3 separate regions of the Gossypium arboreum genome follow, and regions 1 and 2 are each linked to region 3. Evidence: chromatin contacts called from public Hi-C data. All regions are on one chromosome and are shown on one strand. The core of a region is the stretch at or near the end of the contact, and the rest is flanking DNA. Distances in the headings are between cores, read along the strand shown.

The links. A called contact is a pair of places that touch in the nucleus more often than the background predicts.
Region 1: a Hi-C map of leaf shows a contact between it and region 3, with 2.4 times the contacts expected there. The contact joins the promoter of LOC108454153 here to the enhancer-like site in region 3. A contact is called at or near these places in 2 of 5 Hi-C or Micro-C datasets (both in leaf).
Region 2: a contact with region 3 is called in a Hi-C map of leaf, with 5 times the contacts expected there. The contact joins the promoter of LOC108453988 here to the enhancer-like site in region 3. A contact is called at or near these places in 3 of 5 Hi-C or Micro-C datasets (all in leaf).

Annotation. Positions count from the first base shown.
Region 1 is chr9:3,584,989-3,587,741 of ASM2569848v2, reverse strand. LOC108454153 (zinc-finger homeodomain protein 9) reads right to left here and starts at 1,251. Exons shown (of 1, transcript XM_017752500.2): 1 at 1-1,251. The coding sequence starts at 831.
Region 2 is chr9:3,433,626-3,436,325 of ASM2569848v2, reverse strand. LOC108453988 (structural maintenance of chromosomes protein 4) reads left to right here and starts at 1,443. Exons shown (of 28, transcript XM_017752262.2): 1 at 1,443-1,758; 2 at 2,565-2,654. The coding sequence starts at 1,609.
Region 3 is chr9:3,512,036-3,514,735 of ASM2569848v2, reverse strand. No RefSeq gene overlaps it. Among protein-coding and RNA genes, the nearest start is that of LOC128281351, 7.5 kb to the right of the region's middle. Within about 2 kb of position 1,350, at least 2 of the 2 cell types and tissues checked have an H3K27ac peak or open chromatin away from gene starts, as enhancers often do. A contact at or near this core is called in leaf, where this site is marked.

The sequences.
Region 1 (2,753 bases), core at 2-2,501, 73 kb before region 3:
TTCATTAATGGCTTGATCTTTCTTCCCAAAAGTGTTCTTATTGTTATGCATCCAAACTTTTAAAACCCCTCTATCAACCCCAACTTCACTGCAAAACTCTTGGATAGCTTGTTCATCTCTTTTCTGAATCTTCCACCCAACTTTCTCAGCGAATTCCAACATCTTATCTTTCTGAAACTGAGTGAACTTTGTTCTGAATCTTTTCTTTGAGTGGGAACCCAGATTTGTGGTGTTTGGGGTAAGGGTTCCTAAGCCTTGTAAATGAGAGTTATTTTGATGGTGGTTGTTGTCTAATGCACCAGCTAAACCACCTGAAAGGGCTAAAAGCATGTGAGGAGCTGAAGGGTAGTAAGATGATGAGATCGGTGGTGGGGAAGCTGAGTTTGGACTACGATGTGGTGCTTGACTTGCTGGAGGCGGTGGATGGTGACGGTGGTGAGGCTGATATTCTATAGTAGCGGTGGCTGTTGTTGTGGGTGGTGGGTCATCTGATTCTCGGCGGTGGAAGTTGCGGTGGCAACCACAAGCTGCACACTTGAGGGAAGTTGGGTCGGATGGGGTGGCTGATGGGGAAGGCATGAATTCACCACAGCCGTCTAAAGCATGTCCACCCAAAGTGGCTGCATGGTTCTTGAGGCATTCCTTGTAGCTCACCACTATGGGCGGCGCATGGTGGAGGTAGTGGTGGTGAGGTTGGTGGCGCTTGAGAACACCGTTAGTAAAAGATTTGGGCTTGGCAGGATGGATCCGAACTGGTGTTTCGGTCTCTGGGTCGGGTGATTTGGGTGTTGTGGTACTTAGTGGAGGGGTGCTTGTAGGGGCTATTTCCATGGCTCTAACATCTAGAGTCAACAAAACACCTAAACTTAATGGGGGGAATTATAAAAAGATGGGATGAAATTGAATTTAAAATAGGGTTTCCAATATGGGTTTTGTGAGAATTTTGATACCATGGAAGAAAATTAAGAAGATTGGAGTTGAAAAAAAAAAACAGAAAAGGCTGGTTGTTTCTTCTTTGTTTGTTTGGAGGTTATCGCTTGGAAAATGAAGGGAAAAAGAGGAAAGGGCGGAGGCGGAGGCGGAGGCGATGGTGGTGGTGGTGGTGGTGGAGGAGGAAGGAGGACTGTTGATAATAAAAAATCTGTGGTTGTGGTTGCCCTTCTTAACCACTTGAGTTTTTAACCAGAGTTCTAATCCATGGTTAAGTTGTCGACCCCTTTAGGGTTAGATATGTTTGTGTAATTAATACATACATACAAAAATTTTATTTAGGAAATTTTTAAACTTAACGTAATATTAGAACCATGGCGCATACTGTTAGACCATAATGAAAATTAGTTTTGGGTTTAAATTTTTTTTAATGTTAGTCCTTTTAACTTCTAAATGTTTTAATATTGGGACTTTAAATTTTTTTATCTCAGTTAGTCTTTGAAAATATAAAATTCAATCTTTAACGGGAGAATAATTTTTAAGTTCTAAGACCTAATTTAAATAGAAAAAAACTATTTAAACCCATAAGAAAAATTATCAAATCTAGACTAAAATATGAAAACAATCACCAAATTTTAACCCTAACTTAAAAAATACTCAATATAAAAAACTTATCTAAAGCCCAAATAATCATTTAACACTTTAAAAATAAAAAAAAATGTATAGCAAGTTTTAATTTGAATTATCTAAAATTACTGTGTATTAAAGATAAATCTTAAGTTAAATATAAGAAATTTTAGGTTATATGTGCCATTTTACCAGTGATTTTTTTTACAAGTGATAATTATATTTACCTGTGAGATTAATAAACTTAGGTTATTTATATAATTGAAAATAGGCTAGTTTACCCGTAAAAAAGAATTTAATTTTATAAATAATTATTTAATATATGAGTAGTAGAACTTTTGAGTTCACAATCCAATAAAGAACAACGTTTATCTTTAATTGATATTTTAAAATAAATAATATAAATGACTATTTCTTTTGTTTGTGGAATTAAAAATTTTCACCTTAAATATATTAAATAATAATATTTAAATCTATTATAAGTTAAATAAAAATATGTGCCACCTTTTAAATTTTACTTGTGAAGTTTAAATTATATCTTAATTGTTTCTTTAAAATATTTAAAAATACTAGAATAAATTTAAAACATGATAGATGGATTTTCTTAAAATATATATCTATGAATTAAAAAAAGTAAAATTCTAAATATAAATAGAGTACACTATTCAATTAGTCACCTATTTTCATAATTTTTATTTTGATGACCGAAAAATAAAAATTTGTAAATAGAGCATTGTCATTACAAAAACGTTTTTATTTTAGTTACCGCCATTAATTCAATGTTATTGTAGATTTATTTTAATTTAAAGGCAAATTCTAAGTTTATATATTTTCTAAAGTATGCTCTAACGATATCTAGTGCCCTTAGTGTAGTTCTTTGTCATATACACTTGTAATTTTTCAAACAAATTGATTTGATAAAATTCCATCATTCACGATACTACCATTTGTATATTCTCCTTAATGGTTTTTGCACACAAAACAAAATGTATAGTCAAATATTGGTTCATTGATTACCTAACATTTAACTAATATTAAGTTGCATTATGCCAACATATCATAATGCGAGAAGACAACATATAGTAGTAAGCAATCTAAAAGGTTCATACCCTGATGAATCGAAATTGAGAAAATCGATTCAAATACTATTATACTATTTATCAAATCTAATGAGGGAGATACATTGTCTTAGGTAT
Region 2 (2,700 bases), core at 194-2,693, 79 kb after region 3:
TGGTGCTTCTTTCATAATAATATAAGCACCTTTTGTTGGGTTGAAAAAAAAACAAAAACATAATGTTAACAATTCTTGCAGGCATAAAAACTTATTTCATGTATCAATTTTAAACTTTGAATTTGTATTATTTGCTAAATCATCTCAAAATGGATGAAAAAGTTAATTTTTGTTAACTGATGACGAATCCACATGATAGCCCATATATATCATGTTTATGACATTTTGGCAATTAATTAATTTTAAATTTTTATAATTTTATACTTTTAAAAATAATTTTAATAATTTTTTGAATTTCTTAAAATTTAAAAATTTAATTTATTACTAACACGGCATCTACATGGCAATCTACGTGTATACCACGTCAAAAAATTTGACAAATATTAATTTTTTATCTATTTTAGAGTGATTTGACAAATAACATAGATTTAAAGGTTAAAAGAGACGAAAAATTAAATAAAAGACTAAATTAATTTTTTTATAAAATTAAAGAGCCAAATAAATATTTATGCCTTCTTAATATATAACTAAGTCGTAGATGAATACCATATGACCTCATTTCAAATGAATGTGATTTCTATCTCAATCATAATATTGTTTTATCATGCAAACTTTCATGAAAAGAAAAGAAAAAAAAAAGGAGAAAAGAGGATAAAGAAAGAGGAAGAAAAATGAAAGAGGAAAAGAAAACAAAAGACAAAGTTAAAAGAAAAAGAATTAAATTGTTAAAAAAAAAAGTATAGGGATTAGTTGTATAATGTAACTTGAAATTTTCATATGAAAATGATGATATTAATGCGATACTTCAATTTACTGTTATATCGATAATGCTATTTAATGGGCCAATGATTATAACTTAACAAATTGATGACATACATGACCAAAAGTATTTACCTTTTTTTTTTTTTTTTGCCAATATATTGTTTGGGAATCCAATTGGCTAAGAAAACTAGCCATGATACTTCGACTAGTGTTGGACTTTGTTCACTAATTTAGTTCTTAATGTTTACTTATTTTGTTATTTTAGTCACCAATTTTAATGGCACTATATGACGACTCACATGATAGTCCATGTATACTTTATAAAAAAATATTTTTTAAAAATTCAACAAATTATAAAAGGTTCATTTTTTAAAATATAACCACATCAACAATGAAGTACACGTGAATTGCCACACGCGTTACAACGCTAGGGCTATTAAAATCTTAATTTTCAGTGAGCTTTTCTATTTAACAAGAAGTAATTTGACTAAAATTTGAAGGTTGAGAACCAAAGCGATCCATAAAAAAAATTAGGACTAAAGTGAGAAAATGAGTAAACAGTAAGAACTAAAATTGTCATTATGCCTTAAAAAAACATAAACGATGTGTGTTTTATTTTTGCAATGTGCAAGTTTCAGAAGCTTATTAATGGTCAAAAGGGCCGAACGAAGGCCCATTTATGTTTTTTTCATTTCAAATTCCCGCTAAAATATCCCTTTTGAAATTTCGCTCAAATACTTATTAAACTTTTTCATCTTCCTTTTACTTGTTTATTCCATCAAATCGTCTCGAAGTCTCAAACCGATTCAACAGCAGCGAGTTGACTCAGCAGCCGCTCATTTCCGTATGGGGGTGGAAACGAAGGATGAGTTCGCGACTCGCGAACCAGAGCAGGCCCAAGTGGGATCTCGAGGACCGAGGTTAGTAATTAACGAGATGGTGATGAGGAACTTCAAGTCTTATGCCGGTGAACAGCGCGTCGGTCCCTTTCACAAGGTTATATTTTCTTTTATCGTTTAATTTTGATATTTTTTTTTGGTTTCTAGGAAAGTTTGGAAATTGAGAAGGAAAATTGCAAAATTTATGTAATAATTCCACGGACTCAACTTGGATTAGCTTTTCCTTTCGTTATTAGTTCATTATTTCGTTTTTTTTTCTTTTGAGAAAATGAAGAACTGAGAAGGAAATTAAAAATTACATGACTTCAACTCGAATAGCTTTCTTTTTTTTTTCTCCTTTTTGTTGTAATTTTAACGGTTTCCTTTTGGTTACTGAGAAAGCACTGGAAATCGAGAAAGAAAATTCCAGATTGATGAACATTTCAAAAATTTATATTTTCGATTACCTTTTTTTTTTTTTTTTTAATAGTTAGATGTAGAAAGTAAGCTTTTAGTTTGTTTGTTAGTAGTCTAACTCCTGCTTGGTTGCCAAGAAAAAAAATGTAAAATGATATGATAATTGCACGAATTGAATTTGAGATAATTTATTTTTTCTGTTCTTAGTGTTCCCTTCTTTTGGTTGCGAGAAAGAGGTGGAAAATTGAGTGGCAAGTTGCTAGTCTATATGACAAGTTCAAAAATTTAACTCAAATTATGACTTTTTCAAATAATTATCTTTCGTATTTCAAGTCTTAGTTTCTTTAAGTTTGTTCACTGTACTATTGAGTAGGCTAAAAAGATATCATTTTGTCCTCAAATTTTACTTTTCATCTTAGGAATTTAATATTTCTTCCACTAACTATAAAGTTTAAACTCTTTCTCTCTGTTCCCCCCGATTTCTTTTCTTGTTTCGATGAAATTTAGAGCTTTTCTGCTGTGGTTGGGCCAAATGGAAGTGGTAAAAGCAATGTGATAGATGCCATGCTTTTTGTATTTGGGAAGAGAGCAAAGCAGGTAGTTTTTATTAGCAAAATTCTATTATTTGGGTATTTATCTTCTT
Region 3 (2,700 bases), core at 101-2,600:
TAATTATAATTATAATTACCATAATTTTTCTATATTTTATGTTTAGAGTTTTGTTCAGTACTAAATTTGTTTTAAATTAGCACAACTTTTTTACATCAATTTTTTAATTAATCATTGTAAATTAAACGTTAGCTTTTTAGCTAATAATTTTAAATTAAATTACAATTATTTTTAAATGTAAATTTAATAATATGATGATTTTTGTCAATTCAAAGTTTCTCTGAATTTGTGCTTTTATATATATGGATAGGTGTGTTAAAATATGCTATAAGTTTTTGTAATATTTAAAAATTAGATATTTAGTCTCTCTACTTTTAAGATTTTAAAATTTAGGTCCAATAGTTAACTTTTTTTTGTTAAATTCAGGTTAACACAATGCTATTTTTTATTTACATGGCAACTAAGTGAGTATTTTTTATTTCAAAATGTCACACCAACAAATTTAACAAAATTTTTAATATTGCTAATAATTGTATCTAAATTTTGAAATTTTAAACATAGAGATTAAATTTCTGAAAATAAAAATATAATGACTAAATTCCAAATTTTCTACAAATACAAAGACTTATAAAATATTTTAGCCCATCTGAAAACTTCCCCATACTTTTTCCTAATTGAAGAGAATTCTGCGATTTTGTAATTGATTTTAATATAAATGGATATATTGCTTTTAAAAAAATAACAAAATTGATATCGTTCAACCTCAGTAAAAAAATTTGGTAAAAAGACCTTTGGTGTTCTCTCAATTTCAATATTGAGTAAATTAGTTCCTCTTGAAAAATAGAGCAATTTAGTCCTTGATAATTTTAAAATGAGCAACTAAGGACAATTAATAACAACGTTAATATTTTTGTCAATTTAAAAAAGACTAAATTATTTAAAATTAATGAAAAATATTAACGCCATTATTAATTGTCCTTAGTTACTTATTTTTGAATTTGATTTTCATTTTTTTGAAAGAGATTAATTTACTCAATATTAAATTTAAAGGGATTAGAAAGGTGTTTTTACCAAAAACTTTATTATTCTTATTTTGAAAGTTTCACTAGTATAAAATAGTGGGAATTAAACTCCAACCTTCAAGATTTATGAGTTCAGTGCCAAGCCCTCATCTGCTCCTAATTATGGTAGCTTGGGCCAATAGTGACCCTTTTTGTGTCATTTGGGCCCCTTTCGAGATTTTGAGAATTCAAAACTCCTAAAACACTGTTTTCAGCCTAAAATTTTGTTGGTTGGGTCACCTGCAGGTTCTTTTTTTCTCTTGTGAACTTTCAAAGTGGCAATTTGGCAACAATTATTCACAATCAGATCTCTTATATATGTATATAATCCATCCTTTGCTAAAGGAACAGGAACATGGCATTTTGATGTTGTAAAAGTTGGGGGAAAAAAACTTTTTAGAAAATACAATTAATCATAGCAGTTGTATTCATGTTTGATTTTTCTTTGGTAGGATAAGATAAAAAATTTGTGGGTAAAAATCTCGTGAAGATTTTATATTAAAAGTTAAATTATATTTTATTTTTTACTAAAAATAAATAAATTAATCTATGTATTATAAATTAAAAATAATTAATTTTTATTAAAAATTTATCTATTTCTCCTTTATCCAATTTCCATATTTGAGATTATGTAATATAACTGTAAATAATCAGATAAAGTCTTAATTGGTTTAATCATGTGATGGAGAGATGTCATGCAGGTGCAATGGTGACATGCTGGGTTTAAATAAAATCCTAAAAATTTGAAGGAAAACAAAAAACACAAGTGGGAAACAGGAAAGAATAAGTAAACAAAAGCCTTAATAATGGCATTTCTGACAAATCTACCTAATAGTACTCTACAATTTTCTACAGTTAATAAATTTCTGGAAATTATTAGGTGTTTTGTTTTTGTGAGGGGAAATAGCTACTTAGCATCTGCCATTTGGTCCTACTTGCTCCCTGTATATGCACATTGCACTAATTATTATACACTTTTTTTTCTAAAATTAATAACCAAAATTATCATTAACATATTATTTTTATTGAATTTTATAAATATATTGAACTAATTCCAGAAAAAAAAAACTGATTTTTTTCCATTTCTTTTATTTTTTTAATTCAAGAAATTCTAAGTTTAAATAAAAGTTCATAAAAAGTGGAATGTCACTAGCAATGGCTAGCAAATGTGTATGAATGATTTGTTTAAGGGTGCATTTTTTGCTTGTAGAATTTGATTGTTTGTTGAGGCTTTAACCACCAAAATAATTGATTATTTGTAGGGCTATGTGCCCCATGTGGTAGGTACCTAATCTAGGTTTTCTTGACATGGTTAAAATGATGAAACACCATAATCAGTTAAATCCCTACTCTAACACTGCAAGCATTATTGAAAGATTGAATTTAGTTGGTTTGAAGTTATTTTCAATATTTACATTCATTATTTTATCGTTTTTTAATCATATAGTCGCATTGATCTCTGCTTATAAGAATGAGGCATATTTCATGATTAGTTTTTTTTTATTTGAAAAGCTTTAGTAACAAAGAAATTAGTCATTACTATCGGTAATGGATATCTTAGTTTTAAAAGAAGAGATAAACAACAAATTTCATCAAATTTCAATAAAAGTACTATGCAAGCCCCCGTACAAAAAGTCAAATTACATTTTATTCCTCTACTAAAAAATGAGTAAATAAATCTATGTATGTTAGATCAAAG